2 separate regions of the Zea mays genome follow, and region 2 is linked to region 1. The links are chromatin contacts, called in public Hi-C maps. All regions are on one chromosome and are shown on one strand. Each heading gives the region's core, a stretch centred on a gene start, on an enhancer-like site or on the middle of the called end of the contact. The rest is flanking DNA. Distances are from core to core; before and after follow the strand shown. Region 1 holds the start of LOC542581 (elongation factor 1-alpha). Region 2 holds the start of LOC100281497 (myristoyl-acyl carrier protein thioesterase).

Region 1 (7,202 bases), core at 1,665-4,164:
ACCATGTTTACTAGGCTAGGCTCATTCGGATGCTAGCCAATCGTTCCTGCACTGAGGCTCTAGATTTCATAGATAGCTAATGGGCTGGGCTGCCAACCATGTTTACTAGGCCATAAAATGAACTTTTGGTTTGTTTAATAATATTATGCCGGGTTTTAGAAACCCATGGGTTTGCGGGTATGGGTACTAGGATCCCATACTCGTACCCTCGTACCCGCTGGGTTTAGCTTATCACCCATTAAGAAACCCGTGGGTTTGGATATTAGCCCGTACCCGTCCCCTAATAGGGTAAAAACCCACCGGGTTTCGGGTTTCGGGTACCCATTGCCATCTCTACCTGTCAATGACCCATTTAAATAGAGCCCATCGAAGCCCACTAAATATTTAACATTTTTGAGCTAGTTGTACTTTTTCCTTTTTTAACCCAAATTTTTAATGTGGCACCCACAAACAACCCAATTTTATTTTGGTTATATATGTTATGTACTTTTATTTATGTTATTTCATGTGATTTGTGCTAACCTGACACATTAATTTTGGGTTAATTAAGTTGGATAGGCACACTTAAGTATTCATGGGTTGTGTTTTGGATCGACGGCTTGACGTCTTGGTCCACGGGCTGGCACACCACGACCCGTAATTGAAATTGTACTTTAGTGGACTGTGCCTTAGTGGATTGTGCTTTAATAAGCCTGGGGTGTACCATATTGGGCTGATCCAGATATACATGTACACCGGGGAGTATTTATCTTTGACACAAGGAGTATTTACTTATTATGAAACCAGCTCCAAAAAGTGGCTTCTGAGCCTATCCACGTCGTCCATTAATCTTTCGACCGTAGGATCGGATTCCAACGGCTACACGAGTGTTCTCACGCACCAGGCGCCAGGCGGCCTCCTCATGCTGGATAAATCGTGACGCTTCCAGATGATACATCTCCCTCTTGGCTGCCGGGCGGCACTCTCCATGGTGAAGAGGGTGTCGACCGCGATGGCTACAACGACGACGATGGAGCACTTGACGCCCCCAACAGATGCGAGCCATTCTCCTCCTCCCTACGTCCTTTCCCCCTCCACGACACCATAACCGTGCCTGCTCCGCCGAATCTAAAGGTGTCAGGATCCCCAATCCTTCCCCTCCTCTCCCCCTCTCCACGACGCTGCAACTGTGCTCGCATCGCCATCCCCTCCCCTCCCCTGTCTCCAAGCCAGGAATCCCATCCCCACCCCAATGTCGCAGTTCTGCTCGCGTTGGCCGGATCTGTGAATGAAGAACCCACGGTTCCACGACCTCCTCTTCGTGGAAGCCTAAAAGGCATCACCCCCATAAGCGAGAGGGAAAAGACACATTCCTATATATTCTCTTAGTTTGTCCGCTGTTGTCTAGAAACATCATGTAATGAGGCTGGGAAACGATCCCACGGAGTGCTCCCGTGTCCGTCGCCTCGGTTCGGCAGAGGCCAGCAACCGCGGCACCTGGTCCACAGCAGCAGCCACCACGACTCGCTAGGGCTAGGCCGACCTAGATGATATGCAGTGAGCTGATGGGAGGGATGGGCGAGCAAGAATTGGTACAGTAACCGGGAGACGATCTTGATTTATTCCTTATGTCATGAATTCCTTTTTATTTACACCCACACTTTCTAACTTTCGTACAATGATTCGTATATTTAAAACAAGGCTAACTTATGTTCTCATGCTTTACGAACCCTGGCATATGTCGCAAAAAATCCTTACCTAAAGAACTAACTCTGCAGCCTCTTCAAGCTCTAGATTTCAATTCTTATGGCCTAAGAAGTGTTTTTTTATTTCATAATATAAGCTTTCACAACAATCTAATTCTTGGAGTCAGATTCTATAAATACCCAACATTTACTAACCTACATTTTTTTTTCAATTGGTGCCATGACCATCACATAATGTTGATGAGCTATTCCCTCCAAGTTGCTGATTGCATGTGGATTACCATGCATGGCTATTTGCTATTTGGTTGTCTCGACCTTTCTTAGGATCTATTGGATGTAATACATATTATCATTATTTAGCTAATATTTGCTAACTACTACCTAGCAGAGTGGATAGTAGGTTGTGGTGTTTATATCCATAACTAATGGGTTAATTAATAATTGGAGAGTAATGTTCCTGTTAGCCCCCATTGTTTGGGTAGATAGTAAGATAATGGGGATTTAGAAACAATCTAAAGTTTATTACAATCTGTTATCTAGACCTATTTATATCCATAGAGCTAAAGTTTAGCAGATTGCTACATCCTCATTATTAGTTTGGAGCCAAACATGTCCTGATTGTATAATTTAAATGTTTATAGGAGTAACCAATTTGTTTTAGCTTTGCTATTTTACGAGTGTCAAGATGCTTAACTATTTCATACTTGCTTTGTAGGAATGTTCGATGCCGACAACATCTTGCTCTACCAGAAGGTACCAGCTCCAAATCAAGAACCAAAATTTAGGAAAAATACGAACTGCAACCTTATCCGTCATCTTTAGTAATTCATGTGTTTATCTTATTTGCACCAAGAACTATGCTGGAGGCTATAAAACTATGAATGTTATTTGTGACATGTAAATAATACTAGCTTGTACATGCATCTAAATGCATATAAGAAACACAATGCACCTTTTGTTTGCATTCCATGTAAATTATAAATTAAATCCAAACATTGAAAAATTACAAAACACACACACACAACACTATGCGCGCATGGGCGCGCGCAAGACACTAGTACATAATAATAACGATATTGTTCGCTTCGGATTAAATTAAACCAAGCGAGTATGCGTGCATGTGTACGTCGGATGCTTTGTTTGTTCATTTGTGGCCCGTGAAGTAATATTTGGGCCCAATAGCCCATTCATCCATGTCCTAACCCTAGGGCGCGTTCCTTATAAAACCTATCTCCATTCTGTTCTCACTCTCAGACACCAGACGCAGTCGGCTGCCGCAGACTGGTAGTAGCCGGCGCGCCGTCACCGTATCCTCAGATCAGAGGCGAGCAGAAACCACACCACTCTACTGACGCCCGACGAGGTACACTTCCGCGCGCGCGCTTCTCTTCCTTCTTTTTTCGCTCGACGAGGTACTCTGCTTCACGCGCGGGCGCGCTTCTCTTCCTTCTCTTTTCGCTCTGCCTTGAGCCTGTTCGTTTGATGCCCAGATCTACTAGGTTTGTCGATCGTCGTTATGTGTGATGAGCTGAGCCGATTCATGCACTGTATTTTTAATTAAGTGTTTTTTTCCTCCGCCGCTACCTTTATTGTCTATGTATGAACTTGCAGCTTACAACTGGTTATTGAGCCATAAATTGTAACTGAGTTTCCGAGATCTATAATATTACGTGGCTGAGGCGCTTCATCTCTGTTTTGTTTGTATGACAGTAGGAGTACTAATCCAAGTTTAGCTTCCGCTTCTTCATCTACCTTTAGTATGTATTTCGTATATAAATACGATTGCAGTTTGCAACTGATTCTCGGCCATAGATGATTACCGTTGCGTTGTTCATCGGGTCTAGTTTCGGATCTCTGATGTTGTGTGGGTGGGGTACTTCGACTTGGGTTTTCCTGCCCTTTGTTTGATTACTGGTTTATTGACATATATTTATCTATTGACTTTTTATCTGCTATGTTTGATGTAAGCAGCAGTGTAACATTTTCCTTCAGCCATGGGTAAGGAGAAGACTCACATCAACATTGTGGTCATTGGCCATGTCGACTCTGGCAAGTCGACCACCACTGGCCACCTGATCTACAAGCTTGGAGGTATTGACAAGCGAGTGATTGAGAGGTTCGAGAAAGAGGCTGCCGAGATGAACAAGCGGTCATTCAAGTATGCGTGGGTGCTTGACAAGCTCAAGGCTGAGCGTGAGAGAGGTATTACAATTGATATTGCCCTGTGGAAGTTCGAGACCACCAAGTACTACTGCACTGTTATTGATGCCCCGGGACACCGTGACTTCATCAAGAATATGATCACTGGCACTTCCCAAGCTGACTGTGCTGTTCTTATCATTGACTCAACCACTGGTGGTTTTGAGGCTGGTATCTCCAAGGATGGCCAGACCCGTGAGCATGCTCTCCTTGCTTTCACACTTGGTGTGAAGCAGATGATTTGCTGCTGCAACAAGGTATGATTCCAGGAATTTCTATTTATTCTGGTTCATGAACTGAGATGCCTGTAAATGTATTTCAATAGTCTAGCAATATTTATCTTCTCTCAGTATTACTGCCTTCAAGTTGAAAATACTGCATTTGTGCTGTGATTGAATAGCTAATGTTAGTTGTATGCTAGTTTTGACAAAGTGAAACACTGATTGCTTGCATTTTAAAGGCCATCTGCTTCCTACATGTTTATGTATGATAGCAATCCATCTTTATTACTTCGCAAGTTAACATCTTTATTACCTCGCAAATTGGCATAATATAATATGGTTTTCCAGGATTTTTTCCCAATAGGTGATGTGTATTTATGATTTCACCTGTTTTTAGTTTTTTTTGTAGTTGGAGTACTTGCAATGTGTATGTGCTGAAAGCACAAGGAATTGCATAATTAACTGTTATTATATGATTGCAATTTGGTACTTATTTTACTTTGTCAATTAGTAGGATTTGTTGGCATGCACCTGATGAGCTCTGTATTTCTGTATACTTGCTTTAGGTTTTTATACAGCCTGCACTTGTTAGCATGAATAAATTTTGGAAATATGGTTTTCTGAATGGGGATTATTGTTGTTGACACCCCAAGAAATTTCATGCCATAAAAACAAGTGTATTGGGCCAGTTAGTTTTAATTAGTATGTTATTGCATTTTTAATGTTTGCTTGCTGTTAAGGTTGCTAGTTTCATTGAACTAATCGTATTGTTTGGGTTTTGCTGTTTTACAGATGGATGCTACTACACCCAAGTATTCAAAGGCCCGTTATGATGAGATTGTGAAGGAAGTCTCTTCCTACCTGAAGAAGGTTGGATACAACCCTGATAAGATCCACTTCGTTCCAATCTCTGGTTTTGAAGGTGACAACATGATTGAGAGGTCCACCAACCTTGACTGGTACAAGGGCCCAACCCTACTTGAGGCTCTGGACTTGATCAATGAGCCAAAGAGGCCTTCAGACAAGCCCCTGCGTCTCCCCCTTCAGGATGTGTACAAGATTGGTGGTATTGGAACTGTCCCTGTTGGACGTGTTGAGACTGGTGTCATTAAGCCTGGTATGGTTGTTACTTTTGGGCCTACTGGTCTTACTACTGAGGTTAAGTCCGTTGAGATGCACCATGAGGCTCTCCAGGAGGCCCTTCCCGGTGACAATGTTGGCTTCAACGTGAAGAATGTTGCTGTGAAGGATCTGAAGCGTGGGTATGTGGCCTCCAACTCCAAGGATGACCCTGCCAAGGAGGCTGCTAGCTTTACCTCCCAGGTCATCATCATGAACCACCCTGGCCAGATTGGCAATGGCTATGCCCCAGTTCTGGACTGCCACACCTCACACATTGCTGTCAAGTTTGCTGAGCTCGTTACCAAGATTGATAGGCGATCCGGCAAGGAGCTGGAGAAGGAGCCCAAATTTCTCAAGAACGGTGATGCTGGTATGGTGAAGATGGTTCCCACTAAGCCCATGGTGGTGGAGACCTTTTCTCAGTATCCTCCTCTTGGTCGATTTGCTGTCCGTGACATGAGGCAAACGGTGGCTGTCGGAGTCATCAAGAGTGTGGAGAAGAAGGACCCAACTGGAGCCAAGGTGACGAAGGCTGCTGCCAAGAAGAAATGATCTATCTGTCTGGTGCTGTGCTTGCTTGTTGGTTACCTCGTGGAAGCTTAAAATATCTCGTCTTGTTGACATCCTTGCAGTTGTCGCGTGAACAAGTAATCTATGATGGCAATGTTTGCCTGGTCATGAAGTATTATTACTTTCGTTGAAACCGTGATGCTATTAAGACTTAATTTTTTTATGGAACATCGAATGTAAGGCATACATGGTTATGAGTTTTGTACTACCCTTTGCAGTGTGTTCCTGTTTACCTTTTGTGCTGATGATTCGCTTGTCTTTGTGTCTTCAAGTTAATCTTGCACTTAACTGTTTTTAATATGCCAGATCGTTTCAAAAGATTTGAAATTTGGATTCTTCCGAAACGTTTTTTTGATAATAATGTAGTCCTGAAAACATGATTTTGATTCTTCAGAAACTATTTTTGATAAATAATGTAGTCCTGACAACATGGTCAATTTTACGCTTTTAGTTATCAATGCATTTTTCATGATTTCCGAAAGTTCCGCTCCAACCTTTTCGAAATGCCAGCATTTGAGTTGTTTTTTTTTCTACTTTTTCCGATAGCCTGAAGTCTAATTTAGTTGCAAAAACATAAATGTGGAGTAACTAGAGCTGTGTCTAAGGGGTAAGTGTAAAAATTGCCAAGAGCCCTTTTTGAAGAAGGAATGTTTCATGCTCTACGATGGAGGCGAAGGAACATCTCTACGTTGATCAGATAGCGGTCGTCTCCTCCAGATTCGCTGTGCTTCGAAGATCCGCGATCGATTCCTGCTCCACTCAAGGTCACCTCCACTCGAGTTCTCAAGCCTATCCTCTTCCTCTCCCTGTCTCTCACCTTTCCTCTTCCCTGCAAGATGGATCTGCCGGCGGTGGCTGCCATGGTGAGGTCATCTCCCTCATACGACCGTGGCTGCTACAACACAAGCTCGGGTGCTCCGTCGCCTAAGGAGATCCCGCTGCCAGGCGCCCGCCCGCCATTCATCCATGGTGGTTCGGCCGCCGGGGAACGCCGCCCGCCATTCATCCATGGTGGTTTGGCCACCGGGGAACGCCGCCCGTTTCGCAATACTTTCTGCTGGTGTATTCAGTTCAGTTTATGCACATTCTGCTGGTATATTCAGTTCAGTTTGACAGTTTCTATGCCAATACTTTCTGTTCTGTTCAGTTCTAGCATCACTGGTGTATTCAGTTCAATTTTTATGCCAATAGTTTCTGTTCAGTTAAGTTCTAGCTTCACTGAACTGGTGTATTCAGTTCAGTTTTTATGCCAATAATTTCTGTTTGGTTCAGTTCTAGCATCACTGAGCTGGTGTATTCAGTTCAGTTTATTTGGTGTATGCTGAAAAGGAACTCTGTCAGATAGCATACGTTTATATTCTTGTTCAGATCAGTTCAGTTTAATTGCTAGTGCATGCGTTTCCTT
Region 2 (7,202 bases), core at 3,041-5,540, 200 kb after region 1:
AGAAAAGTAGTAATAATATCAATCTTAATATCAGCAAATACAATATACGTACGAGATTAAAATCCTCTGCATGAATATATGGCTGCGACAATGTTTTCGAGGGGCTTATAGCATATGGACATAGCCCCAGAAGGAACATGTATGGGAAGCACTCACTCCCCTTCATACATTTGTAGCTTACAGATCAATACTTACAACACCCATTTGTGCGACCGAAGATTGTCATGCACATGAGGCCTCCCTTGTCTTCGATCTCCCCCCGCTTCTGTCTCTTCCAGTCCATTGTTCACACTATTTATATCTCCTCTATTGTTCACACTTCATAATTAAATTAGTTTAGGTCTCGCCCTGTGTGACTTGCTTCCAATAGAGGACGCTAGTAACCATTCTGATCTTTTTGCCAAATAGTAGTAGTTTGTTGCCAAAATCACCATCCCGAACGTCTCACACAATTCAAATTGAAGATGGAACAACTGTTTCTTGGGCCTTGGTTCTCTTAGGCCTCCACATGGTCCGGGCCTTCACCATGGTCGGACCTGATTCAAGGCTCAGCACATGCTCACAGTGCAAGGTTGTTTCTCCAGACTCACTGTTGCAATCCGTGTGCACAGAGGTGTGTGATTGCAGCACACTATCCCGGCCACACTCCCTTTTGTAATCCAGCACAATGCTCGCCAGCTCATGATTCTCAAGAATAGAGATGGGTGCACTCTGAAGCAAAGATAAAAGTAATGTTAACTGCAGATGTGGGCAGAAGTCCTTCTATACAAGGGACTTGTTACTTTGTTAGTATGCTAATATGTCTCATTTTTCTCGATTTTATTCGACCCAGTTGGGTTTAGAATCAGTTGACCAAATAGCAGAGCTACCCCCCCCCCCCCCCTTCTCCAACACACACACACATTAATATAGGGTAGAAGAGCTGCCAATTAATGAAGCAGTAAGAAAAACCAAATGATAACTGTCTCCGAACTCGTAGCCGACAATACATACATGAAGGACCAGCCAACAACACATGGCATATCATCAATCAAGCAAATATAAGAATTATCTCTACCGCATCTTATTTCTCTGTAGTTTAGAGCAAAGAAAAACTAAATTGACTTGTACACAGGCTGCTCTTGCACGAAAGCAACACGCGTCAGCGACATTGTTAGGTACCTAGGTGACCAACCAAATATACTAAAATCTCAGGAGATGCATTGCGTATCCAACTTGTGCTCGTTGTCATGAATAACTTAAAAGAAAAGATACCTTCTAAACAAATATTATATATCATGAGATGAGCGCCATTGTATTTGCTAATCGAAGGAATATAAGTGGGCTCTAAGCCACTAATAATTACCAATGACAGAATAGGCAACCCCCCAACCCAACCAGGCACCCACATTCCGATGGTCAGTATCGTCTGCAGGCAGATGGGGACTGGGCAGCAGATATACAGGATAGAGAAGTAATTGGTTTCTGTTTGCACATGATTGTCAGTTGCACAAAAGAGACCAGGATGGAATACCCAACATAACATTAGGCGGCCTCAAATTGGGATAAAATACAATTTGAACGAAAATGATTCGAGTCAGAGTACTCAAGTGTGGAATAAAACAGTTCAAATAAAGCACAAGTACTAAATTAGCTGGTCATGAAGGTTACCTATTTCAGTCTCTAAACAAGAAATACTGAAGTAAGGAGTAGAATAATGATTTGCATATCATCAGTAAGAAAATTACCTCAAGAATCCACGCAATGTATTTAACATTATTGACATGCTGATTTATATCAAGATCAGCCCAACGAGGCTGCACAAAACAGACCCAAAAAATATATAAAACAGCAAAGGAAAAAATAACTATATGAACATACTAGCAATTTAATCTAAATATTAATTCAGTTACTTACAGTCAGGCCTGTCCTCACATATTTAGCTACAGACGTGCTTTGTCCCTCTGGCAGTTTTGGAAGCTTGCGGTTGTCTTCGTCAACAATAGCAGAATGCTCAAAAAAGTATGGCTCTATTTCAGTCCGCACTTCATCTGGAATTCTTGCAAGCTTCCTAGTGAGTTTGTTCATCATAACCCATTTACTGCACAAAGACATAAATTAGAAAAAAAAAATGTGACAGGGTGTTCCGTATAACTTACATGTACTTCAAGCAGAGAAAATATGAATGCAGTGTAAATCGTAATATGGCAGTTAGCAGAAATAAACTGATAATAAAACTGATTAATGATATAGATATATCAGTGTGGCAGAGATTTCAACCTTGTTGCCTTCAGTATCGTGAGGCCTGTTATAGGATCGCGTATATGCCAATCCCTACGCATTCCATTTTTACCATTAGCACTAACCCATGTATCTACTTCAACAGTATCACCCCTGCAGCAGAATAGAGGAGCGACTTAGGACACATAACAATAGAACCCAGATGATGAGGGATCACTTTCAGTTCATAGAAGATAAAGTTTCTAGTATCTGTTAGTTGCCATAGGAAAATGTATCAAGGCTTCAAGAGGTTTAATGAGTGTATCTGCATCAATAATAGAGGTTTGCAAACTGCCCACAGCGACATACAACTATATAGGCTCCTTGTGCTAAAAAACTACATATGATCCTCCAAGTTATTGCCAAACAGCGCAAAAAAAACAAGGAGATTTCCTTTCACATTTATTGCTGAACAACTTGAAAACCCCATTCAACTAATCACTCAATACCCAGCACTGAGGAAACAAGCCATAATCATTATTAATTCCATGTCTCCACAAGTAACCACATGGGTGTTACTTATTTCAAGCTCAAATCACGATAAGAAAACTGAACAAGATCATGCGATGATGGAAATCATACCAGCATGGATAACGCTCGATGATGGCCTGCATTTGGCTAACCACCCAGAACAAGTTTCGTTTACTCATCTCTGGTGTGGAGCCAAATCCATCACCTAGCAGCCCAGCGGTCTTCACATGATTGAGTGCCGTTTCCTGGATCAAATCCAAACTTTTTCATCGTCCAATCCTCAGCTACAAAATCTCACACCTCAAAATTAACAAATCATTTTACCTGCAAATGGTTCATCAGCGTCTCTATAGATGCCGTCCTATCTGCCCCAATCTCATAGGACCTAATGGAGAAGTTCTGCCTGAACATGAGCCCATCATGTATGATCCGGCCAAACCCAAACGTGTCAGTGAGCATGTCAGGCCTCCTAGGCTTCCAGTCAAGCATCGTCCACTGCTTCTCTGCGGCCAAGAAGATGGTGGTGATGGCCGCAAGGAGCATGCTCCAGTCGGGAAGCTGGTTGTAGAAAGTCTTCGGCACCGAAGAAGGTACGGTTTCGTGCTCCCCATCCGCCACCGCGGACTTGCCCCCACCGTTCATCTTGGGGACCGCAGCGTGGGCGCGCGTCTTGCTCGCCCTCACGGCACTAGACGAGGCTCCCGGCTTCGCCGCAACGCCGCGGACGTCCAGGCTCTCTGGGCGCTCCCCAAGGCCGTTCTTAGGAGCGGCCGGCGCCGGTGACCCTGGAAAGAAGGACGAGGCCGCGATGGAGGCGGCCATAGGAAAGTGCTCCGCGCCAAATCAAATCGAATGGTAGCACCTGTCTGAATCCGGGATCTCAATCTGGTTCAGCACGAGAACAGCATTAGCATCAACATAAAGCACAAAATCAAACAAGAAAACTGCCCGTTTACTCAATTTAAGCAACCCAAAAAAAGCAAGATTTGCCGCACACTACAGGCGCATCACGGGTAGAAATGGCCAGAGCTTGCGAGGAAGTGCAGGGACAAAACGACGGTCAAACCAACCCGCTGTCAAATACAGCAAACAACCCAAATGAAAAGAGAAGAAAAACTCACCCAAGAAAATAAGCGGCAGCAACCCAAATCTAGCGGCGTAAACGAGAAGGAAGAGGGGCGCAAGGTTTCCTGAACTCGAGATCCAGCCGGGGCAAGGACCCTGAACTCCCGCGATTCACCCCAGCTGTCACGGCCCGGACGCTAGCAGGCCGAACAGCGAAGCGCCCAGAAATAGCTACAGCTTATCCGGTGGAATAGCCACATGGCGGCCGCGCCCAGACAATCCGACCAGGAATAGACTCAACCCCACTACGAACTTATGACAAAAGGCACACGGAATGCGGGCGGGCGGGCCGGGAAGGGACGCGCAAGGGAACGAACCTTGCGCGGGCGGCGACGGCGAGGGCACAGGGGGCTTGGGTGTTGGTGCGTGCTTCTTCCGTCGGGTGCGCTTCACCACGCGGCCATTGGCAGCGCGCCGATGGGGGAGAGCGAGGGAGGAAGAGGCTTCTGGCGGATAGGTGGTGGTGTTTGGCGGCTTCGCGGGCGCTGCGGTGGGGGCGGCCGGGCGGGGCGGGGCGGGGCCGGTCGAACTCTGTTTCTTTTCTCCGCTGGCGCTGGCACTGACACCCGCACCGGGCGTTGTCCACCGCGACCTTTTAACCCGTTTGGAGAGCGTGGGGTCGGTGAGTGCGTGGCAGCCGGGTATGGAGAGCGGGCCTGGGCTGGCTGGCCATGCATACGATGCTTCCTGTTGCTGAGCTGAGCAGATCCTGGAGACAAAAATAACATAAGAAAATTCCTTATCCTATTATTTATAGAAGAGTAGTGCTTCCTTTGTTTGCTTTTAGAAATTTCAACCTGAGTAGGGAAGAATGATTTTTTTTTTATTTTCAGGACTGAAAGGAACGCACAGTTTTTTTCCCGGTGTCAGATAAGCAACTTTCTCAAATAATAGTACTGTCGCGTATTATTTGTTTTTCTATCTTTATATATGGTCCGTAAACAGAATCATCCGTAAGGACCGTATGTGACTACTACACTATTCAAATACGGCAATGCACGAATCATGTGCACTTAAAACGTGGACTCTGCAAAAGTGTCTTGGCACACAAGTGAATGAATGAATCAACAGGAGTCCTCTCTTCGCCGTGCATGTGCGGACGAGACGAAAGTGGTTGCCCCTGCCCAGCGGACAGCGGTTGCCCGGGACTCCACTCCATCGTGTTCTGACGGTGATCTAGACGAGAATTGAAGTGGTTCTCAGTTGGACATCCGTTTCCCCCATCCAAGCAGTCGTTCGTGTCGGCATCGGCGAGTTATTATATTAGGGTTCCTTTTCCTTGCGGCAGAGCTCTGAACCCTGGTCTGAAATCAAAAACAAAAGAAAACTGGAACGTTGTCAGAATATTGAGAACTACACTACGCTAGCTACACGCCAGAAATTTCAGTGAAAGCAGGTGGGGCCACTCACAACTGAGTTTCTGCAGTTGCGACCTGAAAAAAAAAGAAGAATCAAGCACGTACGCCTTGAAACGTGAGCAGAAGTTTCTAGCCGGGAAGATTACAGGTATTGCTCAGAAGCACCCTAGATTTTCTTCGGTCAGCTTAGTTTTCAGCGGTTGATCAAAAAGGTTACAAGCAAGTACACCCTCCGTTCTTTTTATTATTTATCATGTTTTAGTAAAAAATTAATTAGCGGATGACAAATATTCAAGAACGGATATAGTACTAAGATGGCTCGTTCGAGTGTTGCTCCACGATTGTCAAATATGCAATCCTCTAAAAACAGTTGGGTCCCGAGACGATGGCCGACTGAACCTTTTTTGCGGTCCGAGAATATAATCTGTTTTTTATTAAGAGAAAGGAAATTACACGAATGCATCTGTAAAGGAATTCTGATAATACGGATTATAAACCATAAAGTTAGTATGTCAACAAGAGAGTCGGTCGCCCAGAGAAGCGACCTCGCTCACCTAGTCATGAAAAGCCAGCAAAAACAATTAGACCATTCCACCAAACGAAGCTGAATAAATCAGTTCAATATGTTGTCCAATTGACACCACAAATACCACCATGGTCGCATCCACCCCAATATCCACCCATGACATACCCACCTCAATTCTCATACCCTTATATATACACGCCCACACCATATGTCCCAAATCAAATATGGGACATACTGTCATACCCTTACAGGTTGCCACCACATCTCGCTTGGAGGGACGCAACAAGCATATGTGTTTAACAGGTTAACCCCACAAGTACAAGACCGGTTAAGTCTCCCTCAGTCTGGTCAGCATGAACAACTCCAACAAGATAGCTGGAATACTCGCCAAAAAGGTAGATCAATTCGGCATGGGGGCATGAGGAGAAAACTCCAACATCAACGACAACAATCTGTAGAATCTGCATCAAGTTCGAAGGAGAAAACTCCAACATCAACTCCAACACGATGTTTCTCGAAGAAGCGCCTCTTCTTCTTGGTTAGGATCCAGGGGAGTGAGGACAACCCCAAATGTTTCCTTTGGAGGCATGATGAAGCCTCTTGTGGTCGTTGTGAGTTCACAGTAGGTGGGCGCCAATGTTGGTTACTCGTTTCTGATCTCTTCGACTTTATGCGAATGAGAGCTCGAAGGTATCTTCTGAGGCGGAGCAGATCGGTATTCTGAGCTTCAGCAATCTCACAAATGCATGGCACTGTTCCCCTATTTATAGTTGTCGGGTATCGTAATTAGGGGTACTCCCAACACTCCTAAACACGGCTGGTAACCACCATCAGCACAAGCTGCAGAGACTGATGGGCACGATTCAGGTCAAGGCTTCGTCTACTCAAGGGACGCGATCTCGCCTCGCCCGAGCCCAGCCTCGGGCGGGAACAGTAGTCCCAGACGGATTCTCGCCTCGCCCGAGGGCCTCCTCAAGCAACGGGCGCACCCTCGACTCGCCCGAAGCCCAGCTCGGGCAGGCTTCGTAGTGAAGCAACCTTGGCCAAATCGCCTCACCAACCGACCGTATCGCAGGCGCATTTAATGCGAGGATCGCCTGACACCTTATCCTGACACACGTGCCTCAGTCGACAAGGTCGAAGTGACCGCAGTCACTTCGCCCTTCCACTGACCGACCTGACAGGAAAACAGCGTCGCTCGCCCCTCTCCGACTGTTGTGCCACCCGCTAGGGTGAGGCTGACAACAGCTAAGTTCAGCCTCAGGCGCAACAGGAAGCTCCGCCTCACCCGACCTTGGGCCTCGGCCTCAGGAGGAGGTCTCCGCCTCGCCCGACCTCAGGGCTCGGCCCCCGCCTCGGCCTCGGAAGGTGGTCTCCGCCTCGCCCGACCCTAGGGCTCGGCCTCAACCTCGGACTCGGAAGGTGGTCTCCGCCTCGCCCGACCCCAGGGCTCGGCCTCAACC

What was found. Hi-C and Micro-C count contacts between places; a contact is called where the count stands out from the background.
Region 2: a contact with region 1 is called in a Hi-C map of ear, with 2.6 times the contacts expected there. The contact joins the promoter of LOC100281497 here to the promoter of LOC542581 in region 1. A contact is called at or near these places in 2 of 25 Hi-C or Micro-C datasets (ear and leaf).

What each region holds. Positions count from the first base shown.
Region 1 is chr9:92,389,842-92,397,043 of Zm-B73-REFERENCE-NAM-5.0, forward strand. LOC542581 (elongation factor 1-alpha) reads left to right here and starts at 2,915. Exons shown (of 3, transcript NM_001112117.2): 1 at 2,915-3,048; 2 at 3,657-4,141; 3 at 4,898-6,051. The coding sequence starts at 3,680. The coding sequence ends at 5,779.
Region 2 is chr9:92,589,112-92,596,313 of Zm-B73-REFERENCE-NAM-5.0, forward strand. It overlaps LOC100281497 (myristoyl-acyl carrier protein thioesterase), which reads right to left and starts at 4,291. Exons shown (of 7, transcript NM_001368019.1): 1 at 4,173-4,291; 2 at 3,055-3,615; 3 at 2,842-2,975; 4 at 2,260-2,373; 5 at 1,897-2,080; 6 at 1,728-1,796; 7 at 1-711. The coding sequence starts at 3,552. The coding sequence ends at 454.